2 separate regions of the Zea mays genome follow, and region 2 is linked to region 1. Evidence: chromatin contacts called from public Hi-C data. All regions are on one chromosome and are shown on one strand. The core of a region is the stretch at or near the end of the contact, and the rest is flanking DNA. Distances in the headings are between cores, read along the strand shown. Region 1 holds the start of LOC100285106 (galactosylgalactosylxylosylprotein 3-beta-glucuronosyltransferase 1). Region 2 holds the start of LOC100284076.

The links. Hi-C and Micro-C count contacts between places; a contact is called where the count stands out from the background.
Region 2: a contact with region 1 is called in a Hi-C map of ear, with 1.9 times the contacts expected there. The contact joins the promoter of LOC100284076 here to the promoter of LOC100285106 in region 1. A contact is called at or near these places in 2 of 25 Hi-C or Micro-C datasets (ear and tassel).

What each region holds. Positions count from the first base shown.
Region 1 is chr3:214,722,672-214,728,723 of Zm-B73-REFERENCE-NAM-5.0, reverse strand. LOC100285106 (galactosylgalactosylxylosylprotein 3-beta-glucuronosyltransferase 1) reads right to left here and starts at 3,835. Exons shown (of 4, transcript NM_001158001.1): 1 at 3,588-3,835; 2 at 2,445-3,426; 3 at 876-1,125; 4 at 1-414. The coding sequence starts at 3,370. The coding sequence ends at 244.
Region 2 is chr3:215,222,731-215,228,791 of Zm-B73-REFERENCE-NAM-5.0, reverse strand. LOC100284076 reads right to left here and starts at 2,522. Exons shown (of 4, transcript NM_001156974.1): 1 at 2,060-2,522; 2 at 639-723. The coding sequence starts at 2,359.

The DNA of each region.
Region 1 (6,052 bases), core at 2,586-5,085:
TATGTTGAGGATCATTGGTAATGCAGCGCAACGGGGGGAGAAAGAATTTTTCCTTTTGTCAGGCAGGCTTCTTCGCTTTCCAACTGTTGTTACTAGTACCACATTATTCGAACCAGGTCTTGGCAGAGCAGCTTCGCGTGATCCTGGACGCTACCAAGTTCAGGAAGGCATGGGCATTGTCGTCATCATTCCACCACACTCACTAGGAGGCGCGAACAAAAAGGGCAGCAGCAGCATCGCGGTTTATGTTATTGGCACGACGATGTCTAGGTTCTTCTGCAGCTGCCAGCTAGTAGGGTAATTCAGCTGTGGAGGTTCCAAGTCCAAATTCCAGACCATAACCCGAGTGCAGTTGTCTGCGAGGCCTTCCATCTGAGTCTCGTCCTCGACAAGCTTCTCGATGAATCTTGACTCCTGCAGTGCCACAATTTGCGTCAATATACAGGTGTTTCCTTGTGTGCTTTAGTAAGTGTTGCCTCTTTGGTAGGTTTTTATTTCAGTGCTGCTACCACCCATAACAAATGTTCATGAGGCACTTGTACATTTTAACAACGCTGTGGTTTCATGTTGCTCAAATGTATGTATGGTAGGTTCAGACTCATCACAATAGGTTGTATCTTAAGTTCAGTAATTCACTGAATCTAGTGAATCTTCGTACTGCAGTTCTATCCAACCGGAAGACATTGGATTAACTTAAAGCATGCTCTGCTGGATTAAATTTATTCAGCCAGATATATTACCATTAAGATCAAACATCAACCCAGTAGATTTGTCTCTATTAGGAAACCAAAGTTCCACACCTATGTGAAAACATATAATCGCCTTCTTTGTTTTCTACTTTTCTTTTGAACAAAAATAGTGATAAAAATACTAACCTGCAAGCCACCTCTGCCACCTGAATGGAGTATAATAGACTCTAAAGTGGGGCTGTTCCACCTCTGGGGATCCCAAAGTATAGTGCTGTTAAAAGCAAAACCAGAGAAACCAATTGGAAACCGACGAGGTACACCCCCTCTCTTGTTTGTATGCCATCCAGTGACTTGATTACCCCTACAGACAGGCCCTTCCAAAACCACCTTGTACCTGGCTCCAACATGTGTCGCTACTGGCCACGTACCAAAGCGCCTGCAGGACATCAGAAAATCATGAGGAACATTCTCAACTGTCACTTTGAGACGAGAGGTGCTCATAGAAGATTGTATCGGTGAATATTACTGTGCTACAAATAACATACATTATGTAAAAATTGAAGAAAGTACTACAGGAGCACTATAGTGACTAAATCCTAGGTTGTTCCCGGATGTGAAAAGCAGCCAGCTATATACAGATTAGAGAGATCATAATCTCCTTGTCGTGTCAGGAATCTCAAGGAAATATTATTGCTCTGTAATCTAATGCGGGAGTTATTGCATACCTATTATAATTCAGTAATAACAATTGGACCTGGACATGCTGGTATGAACTGCAGCGGGAGAGATTTCACTATGAATCGCAACCAGGGCTAAGGATCTTGGGAGTTGAATAGCTGAATAATGTTGCTAACATGGTAATAGTTGTCGACTGTTTCTTGCTTTTGTTTGTGGCATGAGTCAACCGATATCTTGTGGAGGGGTGTGGTGACTTTTATTCCTTCTTTAATGAAATGGCATGCATCTTGCGTTCGAGGAAAGAAAAAATTAGACCAGGAAGTTCCACTACATTGTCTTCGCATCCACACCAGAAGGTGGTTAGTTAAATGGGTGGTTAGCTAAATGACTAAAAAGCGATACGCTTAGTAGGATATCCTTTAAAGGCATCTAAAGTAATCATCAAGGAAGCTTTTGTTTAGTGGAGGAGAGAAATGAGAAAAGCTCTGCTTCCTATTAAAATTTTGAAAATAAAATATGTTTTAGTATGGTGGACCATTCTACAGCTCTAGAAAGCACAGGAGCACACATAAAAATGAAATTATAGCTACTAGAAAAGAAGACTGAAAGTGGGGGAAAGGGAAAAAGGAAGAATTGGATTCTTGCATCAAGCTCCACCTAAAATGCATATCTGCATTCAACCAAATAGATTGTGAACCTTTAGTTTCTAGAAAAGTATCGTCTTACCAGAGTTGATTGTATCATTTACAACACCACTACGTATTAGAAGATTTTAGAAACAAAACAATATTTAATAATAACTAGCAATCACAGGCATACAGTGTCAGTATGGAACAACAGTTAGAGATTTTACAACATTGACAAGCAAAGTACATGGCAAAAGGTAGAACAATCAAGTAAACGATAGGTCAAAAGTATTTTGATGATTAAAAGTACATCAGTAAACTGTATATAAAAAGGCTATGTTAGGAATAGGATCTTCCACCATTTCAAAATTTGTCCATGAACAAATTTGAGATAAGCAGAACTACTATAAATTCCAGTACTGCGAAGAAAGTGTCAGCACAGAAAGGTCACCTGATTTTTCGCATGTCTTCAAATAAATCAACTGAGTACACTCGCTCCTCATCAGCAAAATGTACTATACCATCTAAACGGTGCTTCTTGATATGAAAAATTGCATTGTTCTTTTGGCAGACAATAATCTTCCTTATATTTGTACTGTTCCGATTGCAGATAAGATGTCTGTACATAACCCCAGAAGACCTCAGGATCTCCGCTGCTTCACGGGACTGATATGGCCATTCCGCCACAATCCACAGAAGAGGAGGTGGTACATTTTTTAAAACATGAGCCAGGCGGTTCAAGTAATAAGCTTGGTGTGGTCGAACAGAAGTTGTTGTCACAATTATCAGCTGCTTCTTTGCAACAATGTCAGAATCATTAACAGAAGGTTGGACATGTGACGCTTCAATGAAGTCCGCCTCATCATCCAGCATCGCAGGAACTGGAGGACTCTCATCAACCTGTTGTTCTTGGGCGGCTTCAGTCTCTGCCGCAGCCACAATCGGCTCCAACCTTGTACTTTTAAGTTCCAGCATCTGTCTGTTAACCACATCCCCGTCAAACGGAAGCGTCTCGTTTTCAGAATCTATGTTACTGGATAAATCGAGAGAGAAGAGTGGTGTGAATCCAATGAAAACTCCTACTAAGAAGCACACAAGCAGGTGGAACATGGGCCTCTTCCAGTTCATCCCCTTGTACTTTGGCCTCTCCAAGGACCGAGCGTGCCTGTGCGATGACAAGGCTGCCCACAGAGACTTGAGGCTGCTCGACGTCAGGACAGGGTCCAGAGAAGCCACCGACGTCAACAGCCCTCTCATGGCGACGTAGGACTGCGAGTACGCCAGCTTGGGAGACGGCGAAGGGTCGAATTCCGACCAGTCCTTAACCGACCCCGCGGAACCCTCCCGCTGCATTGCGCCGGCATTTCTTCGGGCCATTGCAGGAGCTCAGCACCGTCGTCGAGCATGTGCAGCACTGGAGTCCAGCGGCGCACCTAACGCGGGACCAAAATTAAAGAAAATTAACATCTATTAGCACTCCGCCAATCATCACACTAGTCCACAGCAAACTGGACCGATTGGTATCGGTCACTGAAGGAGAATTTCGAATTATGCAGAGGGAAATGAACTATCGATTCAAGCGGGGCTTCCTTACCGCAAAAAGGAGAAGCAAACAATCCCAAGCGGGTCGGATCTTTACTCCGCTGCCGCCCAGGGGATACGATGCCGGAAGGGCGAGAGATGCGAGGGCGTCTGATCCGGATGGCAGCGCACCCGGCCGGCGCGGAGTGGATTGGAGCTACAATCCCGACACAGGAAGGCAATTACCTGTGGTTCTTTCCCTTTTCTTGTGTCGACCTCGGAATTTGTCTCGGGAGGTAGGAGTTGGTGAGGGTAGACAGCGAAAGAGAGGAGATGGAGAGGAGGTCAGGAGGATATGGCTGCGCAGTCGCCGTCAGGAAGGTGAGGGAGACGAGAGCCCCCGTTGCATTTAAGCCCCTGAGATCGCGGCATTTTAAGACTCATCATCATTGGTAGCCATAGCTATGCAGCCATTGCCTGTGCTTGTGGCCTTGTGGGCTGTGCCGCATTCAACACGGTATGGCAAAGAAGAATACTTTTTAATTCATTGATGATTTCTTACAGATACAACGTTTTGAAATTAAATATTAAATTCCTTTTTTTAAACACAGAACCTTATATTTGTGTCCCTACACCGACACGGTGTTTTAGATAATAGAGCATATAAAATCAAAGAGGGTAGAGTTTATTATTATGTATCATACTAATAAATAAGGTTGTATCCGGCGAATCGTACATAATTATGCAAAACACTGTTTTGCGTATTTATAAAATAAAGTTTGAAATGTAAAATAGAATATGAGACAGGATAGGTAATATGATAGATACAACCTAACAGAATTGGGATAGAAACCTTAACGAGACGTTCACTAGCATTATATTTATTCGTTTCTTTAAAATATATCTATGAAGTCTTAGGACTAGTTTGGGAACCTCAATTTTCCATGAGATTTCTATTTTTTTGGGAAAATGAACTAATTTCCTTTGTGAAAATAGAAATCCCTTGGGAAATTAGGGTTCCCAAACTAGCCTTTAAAGTGTAATATAAAATAGTTTTCTTTCTGGAAGAAATCACGAGCCTATAGCTATATCACTACGTCTACAACATGTATATGAAGCTTTAGATTATACAAGATATAAAATCATCACCGTAGATAGAGCTTTTATATTCTCTCTTGATGTTAGAGGTAACTGAAAAAATAAACTATTGTTATAAATATTATAACGGTCAATAATAGAATTAGGACACCAACCATCATTAACATTATGTATATAATAGAAATAGAGTATGACTATGATTGTATCCTTCTAGATTCATAGCTGACGAAATAGATGGTAGACATTATAACTGACAAAACAAATGGTTAAGAAACTTTCCCTAACTGTGATCAAGCTAGGGCATGATGTGTAAACTATAAGGAAAAATATTGCCATCATGCCTAATAACTAAACGCATTTCATGACGGAATAGTGAAGCTTAGTATAAGTAATGAACCAAGGAAAAATGTTTATATATAACAAAACAAATATTTGAGTTCTAGCAAAATCATTGACTAGATGAACAAGAAACACTACTACATAAAAAAATTTAGGGTTTGTTTGGGAGCAAGTGGAATAAAAGGGATTGAGGAGGCTATAATCCCTCACTATTTAAAATTGAATAGTGAGGGATTCTAGCCCCTTCAATCCCCTCCATTATCCTTACTTCCAAACCAGCCCTTACGAGGCACTAGCTAGAAAAAGGTGGTGACGCACACAATGGATTGCCACCTCCGCCAATCCCTAGCACCACCCCTTGTTAAGTGGTCACCTTTGTTAATTATTAAAGGAGGTGACCAACTTAGGGCCTGTTTGTCAACACGGTTTTTAAAAACCACGGTTTACAATTGCTATAACATCAAAAGTAGTATTTACATAAACCAAAGTTTGTTTGGTTATAGTTTAAATTGAAATTGTCAAGGATAATGCATCACCTTCTTCGCTCACTAACCCGCTTTTTGGTAGCATATGAGAGCATCTTAATATATGGTCAAAAGAAATTCAACACCTTATTGTCAAAACCCCGGTATATCACATTGTATAATATGGAAAACAACCTGGACAATCTGATTTCACTGAAGCAGCAGACCACTGCTCTTAAAAAGCTCAAATGTCAAAGGAATAATACTTCATTCGTTCTTTTTTATTTGTCGCCGTTTAATTTAAAAATAAATTAGCGGGCGACAAATATTCAACAACAGAGTTAGTCTTTTATTATTTTTATTTCTGAACCATTGAAGCTGGCACCACCGGACGAGTGGCACGACGAGCCCAACACCAGTACCGCCTCCACGAGCGAGTAGAAGAGAGTGCGCTGCCCTGGTCATAGCCGGAGTACGGCAAGACAAACTTTAGATCTGAGTGGAGTATCAAATACCACAAAAATACTACAGTATTGACTAAACTATGGTATTGAAACCATAGTTTTTCTATGACCAATAAAACAACATTTGGGCTAGAATATTATTGTCTCAAAACTCTAAAAATACCACGTTAGCA
Region 2 (6,061 bases), core at 1,273-3,772, 500 kb before region 1:
ACAAATCCACACCCAGCTTGGAATGTGTAGCTGTGCACTTCAAAAGAATTCTACATAAAAAACATGTAGCATTTGATGGAATATGCACACAAGCATAAATTATACAAAAATATGATCATTATGTGTATTATGAGACTTCTTTTAGCCTAAACTTAGGTGTAAATGCACCTCAGTTCACAAGATACAGTCAGAAAATCTAAGATAATAACAGGGAGTCTCGTAAGAAAACAATTAGCCAGGTCATCCCTGAGCTCTTGAGGGTAAGAGCTTGTAAGAGATAATGTGAAGAACTGTCACTACCCATGATTACATGTATGTCACAGGACTACAAGGGCTACAAGTAACTATCCTAGTATTGTGTTCAAGTAAACTGCTTGTTCTGTTTCATTATTCAATCTACCATGTTTCCCCATGATCACAAATGAGCTAAACCCAAATGCATCCTATTGTCCAGCAAATTTAATCTATCATGTTGGTCCAATAAATATCCTGATGACAGGAAGCAATTAGGTAGGGAAGTGAAATTGCCAGAGTTACATAAGAAAGAATATATCATGCATTATTTAACAATGAAAAAAGGTGCTAGATTCTCTTAAAGTGGATTTCAAATGAACGTGCACATCATATCTTGTACTTACAACTTGTGAAGCCAAGGTAGAGGTAGAATGTAGAGTTCTTATTCCGCATGATAAAGCATTGCATTGGGTTCTCCCTAGGCCCTGGCTGTGTTTTGAGAAATGGTGTAAGATTTAGGAACACAGATGTCAAATAAGAAACACTATGACACTGAATTTGCAAAGAAACTTCTCAAACTATGTCCTAAATATCTGAATGGCTGATCGTATAAAAAATACTGATGTCGCCATATAACGCAAACCATGCAATCGACCTGCCTGGTTATTTATCTCATTAGAATCTTAAATAACCAAAGTAACTGAAGCTAACAAAAATATGCAAACGAGCACTACCACAAGCCCCCAGAAAATGCTAACCCCCGCATTTCCATCTGCTAGGTTAATTTGTAGCAAAAACTAGACACTTCTGGATTCTGATTGTGGAATATTTTTGTAAACCCATGGCCAGTATCAAACGTCACCCAATGCATTAGATAAACTAATGAACCAGATTGATTCACCTCCAAAAGCAAATTCTGAGACAGATTGTTGTGCCCAAAGTACGTCAGATTTGGACCTTTATGACGGACATCCAGTGACCTGTTTTCTTTTCCATATTGCTACTGCAATGATACCTGTACACCAGATTCAATGGGCCAAATGAAGCACCCCGCCTGCCGCCTTCCTGTCATCTGCGTGTCATGGTGTCGCACACCATGAGCACCAAGCCGTACGACTCCTTTCGCTTCTCCCATAGTTTTCCTCCTGGCTCTAGCACCCCCACTGTGCCTGCCTCCTCTGTCTCTAGCGGCTCCTGCCACTGCATCTGTCATCACTGCTAGTCCCTCGCTAACTAGAATGAAACATACCTCCCCCATCATCAATTCCCACCACCACAATGAGCGGTGCCATTGTCAAGAACAAATTCCTCCCCACCAAAACCCCCAGCCCCTAACCCTAAACTCCTCCGCAGTTCATGGACTTCATGAGTTTTCCTGAGAATGAGATCAGCTCGAATTATTTTGCATAATCGTGAGGTCAGTAATTTGATCGATCTTGCATTCTAGAACTGTTAACAGATATGTAGCAATTATCGTATATAAAACAATACAAATCTATTAACCCCACCAGTGCTCCAATTTCTCGAACTCGCAAGAGTAAGCGACCACATGGTTTCATGGCCAGAACTGACGGTCCAAAAGCATGCAGAGGCGAGATTCGCCCTCAATTTTTACAGGACTACCTATTCCGATGCGTGGATATCATCATCCATCACGGAGGCTTCGCCAATAAGGACCAAAGTCGCATATCGCGTCTCTCCTCAAAGACGACATGGATATACACAGACCAACGCCGCCGCACACGCTGAATCGGCAGGTAAGTGCCTAAGACACTCTACTGACCATGTGCGAGCGAACAGCTGAAACCGAAGCTTTCGTCATCACCTGCTTGAGCGAGGAGGGGAAGGTGATCTTGGCGGACTCCGCCGGAGGACGCACAACGGAGACTGCGGCCTTCCGCCACCAGCGGCACACGCAGGCGAAAGAGACGATGTCCTTCCGCGCCGGCCACTGCTCGGCGCCGGAGGCCTCGACGCGCAGCAACACGTCGGAGAGCAACTCTGGTAGCAGCGTCGCCCACCTCTCCTCCTGATCCTCCGCCTCCGTGTCCGGATCCGCCTCTACCACCTCGTCCATCTCGCCGCGCTCCGATGGCGGCGCCGCGGGCGCAGTATGCCGAGGCATCTCCCCACTACAGTCGCGGCCCTCCCCTTCTTTTCTTTTCTTTTCTTTCTCTCTCTCCCTCTCTTTGCTCGCTTGTGCAAAACCGCGTTCAGCCGAAGAGAGAAAGAAACGCTCGACCACCCTCGATCTACTTGTATGGACCGTAGAATTGTAGCTGACGAGTACCTACTCAGCTAGTCCGTCGTATTTTTTTTATAAAAACGGCTTGTCGTGTACGGTATACTCATATTGTTTAACTAGGTGTGTGGCCGTGCGTTGCAACGAGAATACGCTGGTGGGCATCGACACATATCTAATCGGATCTTATGGGCCTGTTTGGTTCAGTTTTTTTCTGACCAGCTTTTCCAAGAATCTAGTTGTGTGGAGAATCTGGCTGTGGTGAGAATCTGAGTATCATTAGGATTACGTGTGCGGAGGAAGATAAAGTTGATCATGGGTCAGGATCTATAAAATGATGGATTACTATTATTGTGATGATTCAACCGATTATATGTTTATGTTGATTTTGAATGATTTTTACCCAAACGAATTTTATAGAAGTTGACTGAAAAGCTGAGTGTTTGGCAGTCCGCAGCAGTTTTTTGTGGCCAAAAGCTACGAAAAGTCGAAACAAACAGGGGCTATATTTCCTTGGGGGTCTAGAGAAAGTTTACTCGAAAACCAAATATGTTAAGACCTGAGCATGTGTTACCCTTATGCCCCATCAGCACACTGTCCCGCGCTTGTATGAGTCTTGTTAATTTACATGTCTCGTGCATAGTCTCTCATGTCTCGGTAGCAGTATCAGATTCCTTCAACCGTGGTCAAACCAACTGAAAGATTACAGAACAGTGGGAAAACGAACTCACTATAAGTCGAGACCTTTTTGTTTTACACTTCTCCTTTACATAAGCAACATATATATTTTCTTATCATCAGTTGCTCTTACCACAGCATGCTATCCAGAGTTCCAGACAACAACTCCAACAGAAATTTCAAATCCAAGAACAACAACCAGTGTAATGAGATATCTGTAATGAGATATCTACTCTTGTAAAACTGACAATATAAACTATTAAGGACAAATATTCAAGACCTCCTCCTTTAATTCTCAAGAAATTAATAGATAAGTAGTCCAGATGCGCTGCCATCTCACGAACAACGTCGTCGCCCCACACAACTGCTCGCCCACAAACCTGGTCGTGAATCTGATGTCAAATGGTTTTGCTTCACACTTGATCCGCAAACTGTCTCAACTGAACCATAAAACCCTCCCTTAACCACGGGAAATGATGTGTTTTACCTGCTTGTAACCTTGCCCAACGAACCGGGCTCGCCACGAGACAGCTGATGGAGTAGATGTAGAATTCTCACTACTACTGACAATAACAACATCGCCTCCATCTGAAGGAGTGTCAACTGCGAGGATCTCATCAGAAGCAGCTGCAGAGTTCCCCAGAAGAGGAGCACCTTGAATGTACCTGCGGTACGATCAATAAATGGTATGATGCATGAACCGTGAAGGTATGTGGTCACAAAAAACGAGGACATGCTGGAACCTGCACCTATCTCATCTGTTAAAACATTAAAAAAATAAGAAAACCCTTAAATCCTAGCCTGAAGAAAGGTACCTTCCAGCAATGCACACTTATCTTAATTCTGGTGTATAAACTGCTGGAGCACAATTCTCCTCGACGTAGTTCAGTAGTTCCTTGTAGTGTTGAAGGAAACATGATCTGAAAGCACCTTCAAATCAATAAGCATTTCACAAAAAAGAGTGCTTGCAAGAAATGAGAGTTCGCAAGCGCCACAAACATAGTATTGAAATAATAGTATTGAAATATTACTGTTCAAATCAGTGATGTTGCTGATAATGCATTTAGTGGGGGCATATTTTCTGGTATAGGCTTTTCAGTTACTCTGAGCCAGCTGTATGTTCAGAACAACAACTTCATCGTGTGCTGAGGGTGGCGAAGCAACAACAGAAATTACTGACTGCCGAGGCTCTGCTACTCGCTTCAAAAACCTTGCCACAACGATTATGTGCAGTTACCACTCCCTTAGCACCTGCTCCCCTCCTTCACTCCCTTTCCTATCTCTTACCACTGTCCATTGTAATCCTATAGTTCACACTTCACAGGATGTCTGTAGACTGCATAGTTCAGTGAAGTGTGAACTATAGGCGCCTGGTTGGTCCTATAGCACGACCAGCTGGTCGCCCGACTTGTAATCACTTCTATCAATGCTGACGCATTCGAGAAATGTATCAATGCTTAAAGGCAAACAAAAGGTTGGATGGGCATCGCGGATACATACCTATGATAGCACCACAATGCATATTTGCATACGGTTCCTCACCAGTCAAGATCTTCCATAAAATTATCCCAAAAGAGAACACATCCACCTGCATGTGTAAAACCAAATATTTGCCCCTGGAACCGAAGCGCCTGCCGCCCACTCCAAGTCCAAGCCTTGCATCCCTAGAAAGAGAATAGAAATGTTCAGAAACAACGTGGCGAGAAACACTGCTCAGATTTCTGAAAAGAATGCAGAGAGTGGACACACAAAAAAGGAAGGTACTTGCCACCGCCGCCGCTGCTGGCCGCAGGGACGACCACACTGGGGCTGCTCCAGCCGATGGAACCGTGATGGGCGACGGCGTCGAGCTCGACCAGACCTGGCATGGCGACCGGCGCGCAAGTAGGTTGCCGGCCGTGCAGCAGCGGCATGGCGGCCGCGCTGCTACCACCGGCCACCGAGCTCTGCTGCTGCTGCTGCATGGCGAAGTGGCGCCTCGGGTACATCGGCGGCAGCCCAACAGCCAGCCCAAGCTTCTGGACCTTGAGGAAGTATTTCTGGGCGTGGCTCCGTATCTGTGGTGCGCATTGTGTCGTGTTGATTCAGAGCTGAGTTTCAGCTGAGATCAAAAGGTCATACTGTTCAGGGCACGTGAGCTTGTACTGATGAGTAGGAAATGGGCATGTGGCAAACCTCGTTTATGAAATTCCACGACGTAGACGTAGGCTCGGACTTTACCGAGAATATCCAGTTTAGTCAACCTATGCTTTAGCTCCTGTAGTTTCGCATGAAAGACACGCACTATAAGATCCGGACGATCTTGCGATGTCTGTCCAGGTAGAAGCTCTCTCCTTATCTCATCCCAGTTAGGGTTACATGTCATGGTAAGAAAGATGTCTGGTTTACCAAACTTCCGCACCAGAGCCATAGCATCCATATATCGACGTCTCATGTCACGAGGACCGCCAATAAATGACGGTGACAACACAGTTCGCTTTCCAACCTTCTCTCCTCTAACATCTCCATCTAACATGCTATCCACCAAGCCCTGGTATAGGTCTGCCCTTAACCGATCCTGGTTCTTACGTATGAAATCTAAACGGGAGCTCTCAATCTTAATGTATGTGTCGACCGCGAACTGCTGGAAAAGTCATTTACCATGAAGTATTGGATTGAATACACCTAGACATATCTGAAATTTGTAGCAGTAGTAATCACGCACGGACACACATAGATGGGTAGGAGGTTCTGCATACGCAAGAATTGATTATTTAGTGATGCCGAAAACATATTTAATAATGCGAACAACTTAGAAATTACAAAGAAACAACTAACATATTTAATAATGTTGTAGGGTGTACAACCTCAGAGGTATATGTTGGGACCTCCATGGCGATGGACCCCTGATTCGAAGTGCTAGCTTGC